Linked DNA regions of Mus musculus: all the other regions are linked to region 1. The links are chromatin contacts, called in public HiChIP or PLAC-seq maps. All regions are on one chromosome and are shown on one strand. Each heading gives the region's core, a stretch centred on a gene start, on an enhancer-like site or on the middle of the called end of the contact. The rest is flanking DNA. Distances are from core to core; before and after follow the strand shown.

Region 1 (2,577 bases), core at 44-2,543:
AAAACTTTGACTCCCGTTAGGCTCACACAAACCAATGCTTAGTCCAATCCAGGCATGGGAAGGTGCCATCTATGGCTGTCTTTGGGATGGGGTCTCAAAGGAGTCAAGAGTCTCCTTTCCTTCATCCACTCTCCAGCTGTAAACGAAATTCAGTCCCTTCGACTTAATTCACTCTCGAAGGTTACGGGGGTGGGCGAAGAGGGGAGAGGGGCGACGCTGCTAATAAGCTCACTCCTTACAACCACAAATTTCAACCCCCCACCTTATGGAGCACCAGAGCTCAGGAGAATTAAGCCCAAAGCTTAAAACAAGGAGAGGGATATAGAAGCGGATGAAACGTCAGGCATTTAAGACCTGGGTTTTGCGGCACTGACCCAAGCCCAAGAGGAAGGAGAATCCTGAGGGGACAAGGTCCCTAAACAGGGAGTACGGCACATTCCCAGGATCGGACGTGGACAGTGGAAGGGGCGGGTCCCAAAGGGGCGGGGTCCCAAAGAGGCGTCACTTCTACAAAGTCACATCGGTCTTTCAAAAGCACGGTTTTCCCTCTTTTGGAAGCCAGGCAATGGATAGACTGGGTTCAACCGAGAATCCTGAAGAGGCAGACTCAGAGAGAGAACAAGGAAGACTAATCATATGGTGCTGGGAAACACGTCTGGGGGTGCGATTCCCAGGAAAGTAAGACCACAGGGTGTGGTCGCGATCATAAGAGACAAGTCGGGGTTCAGGGAGCCCCTTGAAGTAGGAAGGTGGGACTTCCGGAGAGGGGTCTCGGGGGCGGGACTTATACAGCAAGACCGGAAGTAGGGTCCTGGGAGAGGGGTTCCGGGGTGGAAGAGGAGTTGGTCGCCACAGAAAGAAAGTCTAGACTTACCAGGGTCTCATGGAGTCTCCGCACCGCACCGCGGGCCGATCTGGTTCCGGATCACGCAACTGTCTGCTTAAGTCACCGCCCCAACTTTCACCCCAGCCTGGGCCTCCCCAGACAAACTTTATTACACTCACTTCCGGCCTCACTAACCCCTGACCCCCTACCTCGCTGTCCCTCCTTTACCCGTCTGCTTTCCAAAGTTGGCCAATGGCTGCGCCAGCAGGCTCAAGGGGCGCAGTGAGAGCCAATGAGAATCCTAGTTTGACCCAGCTCATTCTTCAGAAACCTGAGCACAGCACTCCATTTACGACTTGAAGAGACGCCAAAGCAAGCCAATCGAGGACTTCAAAATGGAGCTGTCCCGCCTTCGGCCGCAGAGACCAATAGGAAGTGCGGGCGGTGTGTTTGAAAGCGAGGCCAAAGAGGGTGGGAGCGCGTGCTGCTGGGAGTTGTCTGGAGGCCTGCGGCGCGGGGCTGAGCGCCCTCGGACAGAGCAATCATGTCCCACAAACAAATCTACTATTCGGACAAATACGACGACGAGGAGTTCGAATACCGGTTAGTGCCGGCGCGGGGACTACAGACAAAAGAGAGCACGCGAGGAGTTAGTTACCTAGGCCGGAGTGGGAGGCGGGGGATGGGGGCGGGGGACAGTGTAGAACGGGCGCGTGCGCAAGGAATTACCGGGGAGTGGGGTGGGGGTGGGATTGGGTACAGCAGCAAAGCACATGCGCAAAAGGTGGACGGAGGATGTAAAACAATGAAAGGGAACTTAGAGTTGGCCGGCTGTTAAATTGAAGCGTCTTGTAGCTCTGATCAGTTTTACCTCTGGGAATTCACATCACTAAAGCAACTTTGTTGTGGCGATTTCCCTAATAGGAACTGCTCGCGTTACTGAAATCTCAAAGTCTGCTGGGAGAAAGAAGGTAGCCCGTGCAGAACTGAAAGTTTCATGCTCTTGATGAAAGGACGGTTCTAAGAGAGCCTCAGTGTTGGTGGTTTTTAGTTTATAAAAAAGATGAGTAGTTGTCAGCCTTGTTTTAGATAGGCTTTTACAGGACTTGGAGTGGCATGAAGACTGTGGCCGTGGGTAGATACCTTTCAAATACTTGATCATTCATGGCGCGCATAGAGGTTTCAAGTGTTTTCTGTTAAGGTGCAAGATAAGCTGGTACGGTAGCTCACATCTTTAATCTCAGCATTCTGGAAGCTGAGGCTGCAGGATTGTCATAGGGTCCAGCCCAGATCACACTACAGATGGAACCTTGTCTCAAGTGTAAAGTACTCAGCTGTTTTCCACGTCTGTAACAATGTTACACTTACAGCATTTGCATGGCTGGAGAAATGAGTGGCTTCATCTCTGGGAAGCTGTAACTCCAGCTTAGCCTTGGCATTTTTGTTTAAAGGAGGGGTTTGTTTGGGTTTCTTTTTTTTTTTTCTTTTTTTTCTTTTTTTTCTTTTTTTTTTTTTTTTTTTGGTTCTGTGTATCGAAGTCACAGTTAGAATGGAAGCTCTTTTCTGACATTTGGACAACAATGGGGTGGGGCTCTTGTTATTATCACAAAGGAAGAAGCATTTAGTACATCTTCACTGAGCATGATAAAGTAAATCTACTTGGGGTAGCCTGAGTCAAGTCAGGTAATTTTTTGCCATAAACTTATGTTTGGGAAAGCTTGGGATTTTCCAAGTATCATAGCACATCCCTT
Region 2 (2,577 bases), core at 50-2,549, 480 kb before region 1:
CTTGCTGTGTAAGGAGACTTCAGACCCCAGCCGTCCCCCAGGTGGCTCCCTTCTGAATTCCTTAAATGTACTGTGCCCCTTTTATGAACTGGTTCTGGGCAATCTGCTTATCAAACTCCCAGTGGTTTCTCAAGGCCTTCTAAAGTTTCTCTTTGCCCTCTAGAACGATTTATTTCTCCTCTCTGTTCTCAGCATCAGGAATATATTTTATTTCCAAATAGCCAGGATTGTGAGTAGTTTTAAGGCCCCCAGGAATCTGGAGATTGGACAAGATAGCAGTATGGAAGAGTGGGGAGAACACAGCCACAGCGTGGAGCAGATGTGCAGTGGCTGCTAATACCCTCTCCTGGCGGAGACGTGTGGCCTCGTGTGCAACACTGCATGGAAAATGTTGAATCCTTCAGGAGGGGACAGGTTTAAGCTTGCTGCCTGACTGTCACAGGCTGAACAGTTGCTCAAGGGCAGATGTTGTGTGCTCTTTGCTGAATCTCATCCTGTGTAGCAGCTGCCACACCTCACGCTGCCTTCAGGGTATGGGAGGGATCCTATGGTCACTGGGCCTGTCTCACAGGAAGAGTGTTCCCGGAGTACAAGCCCACCTGATTCCCTGCTGTGCCTCCTCCAGTGGGGTCTACTGAGGCGAAGTCCTGGCCACCTTCAAAAGTGCGAGACATCCAGAAAATGGAGGCTGAGCCCAAAGATGGTTCTTTTTGTCCCTTCCAGAATCAAGCTTGCTGGGAAGGGAGGGCTGAGGGTGAGGAGTCTGGCCAGTGACAAACAAGAGCTACAAGGGTGGGGTGGAGACTCTGGTCTGAAAGTGTTTAGAAACTTGCCTGTCTTAAGTCCACCCCATCACCAGGATTCCATGCACACTGCACACCCCCACCCCCTTCACCCCACCCCATGTAATACCTGGGATCCGTATGTCTTTGTTTAAAGAAAAAAATATATGAGCAAGATTAGACTCTTTAAAGCCTGAGAAAGCCAAATTGGTGTTGTGCCTATTGTCCCACTCCTACTGAAGGAGTAGGGTGGGTCTCTTTAGCCAGGGGTTCAGAGCCAGCTTGGGGAAATGTAGTTACACCTTTGTCTCAGAAGACAAAGCAAACGTGCAAAGCTCTATGGAAGAGCAAAGCAAGAGAAAGGAGACCTTGGTATCCCATCCTCTGCCTGGGCAGACAGAGGTTCAGGGAGGGTGCTTCTGAGACTTTCACATTCGCTGTTCAAAAGCTGCTACTGAGGCTATCTGACCACTATGCAGGAGCTAAGGGCTGACTCAGAGCTGAGTCAGGAGGCCGAGCAGTGGGTGGGTGGGAGGTCAGGCTGTCCCTTTGGACTGGCACCGAGCTCTTTTGTCCTGGCCTCCCCAGTGAGAACGTCCTTTTGATCTTTAGGCACACCAGGTTTCTGAGATCAAAGTTAAATACAGTGGGTTTTTTTTTTTTTCCACAGTCTCAGAAGAAATATGTTTTTGAAGCAGGGCTGACGGGCACCATTTGCAGATGGGTTTTTATAATTAATTGTCCCGGATTTAAAAAAGACAGAAGGAAAGAAAGAAACGGGTGACTCAGTTTTAAAGATTCAGAAGACCATCAGTCAAGTTCCGCGGCAGGGGAAGTAACCATTGTCTGCTCTTTATGGCTCTGCTTTTGTGGGAAGGAAAAGAAAGATTGTTTGTGGGGAGGGGTCGGTATTTCTCCCAATTACCTGAATAAATTTGTCATTGTTCTCAAGGGTAGTAACTGAACAGTCCTGGCCAATATGCAAGTTAGTCACCAACCATGCAAAGGTTTCTATTGGGAGGGAAAGGGATAGGGAAGTGGCCAGAGGAATATTTTTCATGGAACTGACAAGGGCAGGAGCAGAAGAGAACTCTGCAGTGTCCCCTAGCTGGACCCCAGTGCAGGGTCTGCCCACTCGGCTTCATGGAGGACTCTGCTTGGACCACCGGTGGTTCTGGGTGAGGTGTGGAGGCCTTGTCGTATTTCAAACAAGCATGGAATGAGTGCCGTTGTGTTCCCTGGTACGAGGCAAGCAGGACCTTACGGTCTTACGGTCATGGCTGCGTGGTGACCTGTGTAGGCAGTTATGCATCGCTTCATAATGGGGACGTGCTCTAAGAAATGTGCTGTCTGATGGTTTTGTTGATGTGCAGATAGAGTAGTTACCCAATCCTTGATATTTTGGTCAGTGACTTGATGTGGTCTCTATCACGAGGTGAGGCAAGCAGATGTACCACTTGCCAGCATAATGTGGCATACTCTTTTATAGCAAAATTTTATTATTCTATTTAAAATTGTGTGTGTGGGCATGTGCACACATGCATCTGGAGGCTAGCAATTGGCCTAGGGCGTGTTCCTTAGTCACTCTCCACCCTATTTGTTTATTTTTCAGTTAAAACAAAATCAGATCTAAAGCCAGGCAGCAGTGGGACATGCCTTAATCCTGGCACTCAGGAGCAGAGGCAGAGGCAGAAGCAGGGGCACAGGCAGGGGGATATCCCAGTTCAGAGCCAGCCTGTCTAGGGGGAAAGTCACATCTGTTTATCTAATGTGGATACACATACACCATGACATG
Region 3 (2,577 bases), core at 48-2,547, 380 kb before region 1:
AGTTCAAGGACAGCTTTAGCTGCAGAAGGAGTTCAAGGCCAGCCTGGACCACTTAGTAAGACCTTATCACAAAAAAAGGGGAAAGGCTGAGGGTGCCTCTCAGGGATTGAGTTTTGCTTTGGAATGTTCTGGGAAGTCCCTGGGTTTTACACCCCCCACACACACACACACCCCACCCCACCCCCACAACACTCACACAAGTGCCGCAGACCCTTTTTGGTCCCTGTCTGCGTAGAACCGGTCTCTGGTTACATGTGGACAAGGAGTCAACAAATGACAGACAAAAATCAACACAAGAGGTTGTGTAGAATCTGAATGTATTGTCACAAAGTGAACACCAGTCTTATATAATACAGAAAACAAAGGGGTAGGATGTCACAGCAGGCAAAGCACATTGAAGTTACCTGACACAAAACAAAGGAATGACTTCAAAAGGACTTCCAGGAACCAGGTAATGTTTACAGTAAAGATAAAACAGCCCTGTCTAGGGTCAGCTAATGACAGGTAAGGATTTCACACCCTAGTCACAATTTGTGCTACTCCTTTGAGCCTTGTGAAAGCTTGCACCAGGGGATTCTGCTCTAGCAGACCTTCTCATGAATAATGTAACACTACAAACCCCCTATTTCCTAGGCCTTGGTAAATTCTTGTATCAGTTTAACTTGGCTGTTGTTTTAAGTATCTGTGGAGAATCTCCATTTGTCAGAAGAATTCACCAACTTGCTTCTAACATGCAGTGTAGCCTGCTATACCTGGCTGTAGTGAAGATTCCTGTCTCAGTGGGAGTCCCTAACTCTTACATGTTAAACCCACCTATTAGCTAGACCATTGTGTATTCCCTTGTCTGGATGAGACTGGCTACTGTCCTAAGTAATCACCCTGCAGACCAGCCCTGGAGCTATTCTAGCTCTGTTCTTTGTAATGCCTAATTAGTTTCACCATCTCTACTAGGAGTAAATTTGAATGTTACAGAATAGGTAACCTTCTTACTGAATTCCAAGTTTGTCCGCTTCAAGGATTTTCTGGGACGTTGGAACACTGGCGAAGGCTTAGCTATGTCAGAATTCAATCTTTAAAGGCACTTATAATAAAATAATACTAAAAGAGAGCACGTGCATCCATACACCAGACAAACGCGGGGATAGGGTATGAATGAATATACAGGTTATGAGAATGCCAAGGTTCCAGGAGGTTGAGTTTCCTTGAAACTCTTTGCCTTGTGAGTGCTTCCAGAGTTCCGGTGCTCTGGGCACGCAGATACGGAAGAACTGCTGCATGCTTTCCATGAGGTCCCGGGTGGGGGGGTCTGGCTGTGGGAAGCCACAGGACTCTAGCTCAGCAGGGGTGGTGGACAAGGAGCAGTCCTAGATAACAGGTTCTCAGTCTCGGGCATCCCAGACCCCGCTGGACACCACAGAAGAGCTGAGAACAAATGGGGGCCCCCCGGGAGTGGCTCGGTCATCCCCAGGGCCGAAGGGAGGAGGGGGGGCGGGGCGAAAGTTCTTGGTCCGGTCTGTGACTGGAGCGCAGGAAGGCCTTCAGGCAGGAGATTAGACCACATCTGTCAGGGGAAAGCCTATCCCATCGTTCAAGTAGCGTGGGCCTTGATGAGCAGAGACAGTCTATGGTTTTAGAGCTTTATTGTAGGCAGGGGGAAAGAGAGAAGGTAGAAAGAGAGAGGGAGAGGCCGGCCATGGCCACATGGAGAGATGGGGGAGAGGAGAGAGAGGAGTGCTAGAGATGAGAGTAAGAAAGGTGAGAGCTTAAAGAGATCAAGGAGGGGGGTCAAGCAGCCCCTCTTATAGTGGGCTGAACTATCTTGCTGTTGCCAGGTAACTATGGGGAGGAGCATACCTGGCTATTGTCAGGTAACTGTGAGGGTGGGGTCTAGCCAGAATTCCAGGAGGTTGGGACATTGTGACTTATAGTCACAGGATTATGGAGTTGGGGGCTCTGTGGTGTCAGGCACCTGTCTCTGGGAACATGGCTCACTGTTCCGTTCCTTGTAGAGTTTTCTACTGGGTCGCCGGAGCAAGCCTCATTCAACCAAAATAGGCTGCCTTCCACGGCTCCATAGTGGAAGTTGTGCATGGTGGCTCACACCTTTAATCCCAGCACTTGGAAAGCAGAGGCAAGTGGATCTCTGTGAGTTCAAGGCCAGTGTGATCTACAGAGTGAGTTCCAGGACAGCTAGAGATAAACAAAGAAACCCTATCTCAAAAAAAAAAAAAAAATCAATAAAATAAAGTGGAGAGTGAGTAAGAAAGGCACCCAACTTTGGACTTCTACCTGACTTTATCCCCAATCCCCTTTCTGTCTTCGTTTTCTTGCTGAGATAAAGATCATGCCCAGAAGCTTGGAGAGGAAAGAGGTTGTCTCATCTTATGACTCACAGGCCATGCTCCCTCACTGAGGGCAGACAGGGCAAGAACCTGGAGTTGGGAAATGAAGCATAGGCCATGGAGGAATGCTTATCGGCCTGCTCTCCGTCTTAGCTACTTTTCTAGTGCCCTGAAGACACCAGGACCAAGGCAACTTACAGAAGACAGAGTCTACTGGGGCTTACAGATTTAGAGG

What was found. HiChIP or PLAC-seq counts read pairs in DNA pulled down with a chosen protein or histone mark.
Region 2: a FOXA1 HiChIP or PLAC-seq map of pancreatic cancer cells shows a contact between it and region 1. The contact joins the enhancer-like site here to the promoter of Cks1b in region 1. A contact is called at or near these places in 5 of 39 promoter capture datasets (the 3T3-L1 cell line, cranial neural crest, hippocampal neurons and 2 more), 2 of 115 datasets of contacts at active chromatin or transcription factors (bone marrow-derived macrophages and pancreatic cancer cells) and 1 of 9 other capture datasets (liver).
Region 3: a contact with region 1 is called in an H3K4me3 HiChIP or PLAC-seq map of embryonic stem cells, with 8 times the contacts expected there. The contact joins the enhancer-like site here to the promoter of Cks1b in region 1. A contact is called at or near these places in 3 of 39 promoter capture datasets (cranial neural crest, neural stem cells and pre-B cells), 14 of 115 datasets of contacts at active chromatin or transcription factors (PVALB interneurons, T-cell acute lymphoblastic leukemia, bone marrow-derived macrophages and 7 more) and 2 of 9 other capture datasets (adipose tissue and liver).

What each region holds. Positions count from the first base shown.
Region 1 is chr3:89,417,007-89,419,583 of GRCm38.p6, reverse strand. Cks1b (CDC28 protein kinase 1b) reads left to right here and starts at 1,293. Exons shown (of 3, transcript NM_016904.1): 1 at 1,293-1,429. The coding sequence starts at 1,371. It also overlaps a transcript of Shc1 not described here.
Region 2 is chr3:89,895,458-89,898,034 of GRCm38.p6, reverse strand. The region is part of intron 1 of Il6ra (interleukin 6 receptor, alpha); the gene reads left to right. Among named protein-coding and RNA genes, the nearest start is that of Il6ra, 16 kb to the left of the region's middle. Within about 2 kb of position 1,299, at least 88 of the 459 cell types and tissues checked have an H3K27ac peak or open chromatin away from gene starts, as enhancers often do. A contact at or near this core is called in liver and pancreatic cancer cells, where this site is marked.
Region 3 is chr3:89,798,556-89,801,132 of GRCm38.p6, reverse strand. No RefSeq gene overlaps it. Among named protein-coding and RNA genes, the nearest start is that of Ube2q1, 26 kb to the right of the region's middle. Within about 2 kb of position 1,297, at least 34 of the 459 cell types and tissues checked have an H3K27ac peak or open chromatin away from gene starts, as enhancers often do. A contact at or near this core is called in embryonic stem cells and stem cell-derived epiblast-like cells, where this site is marked.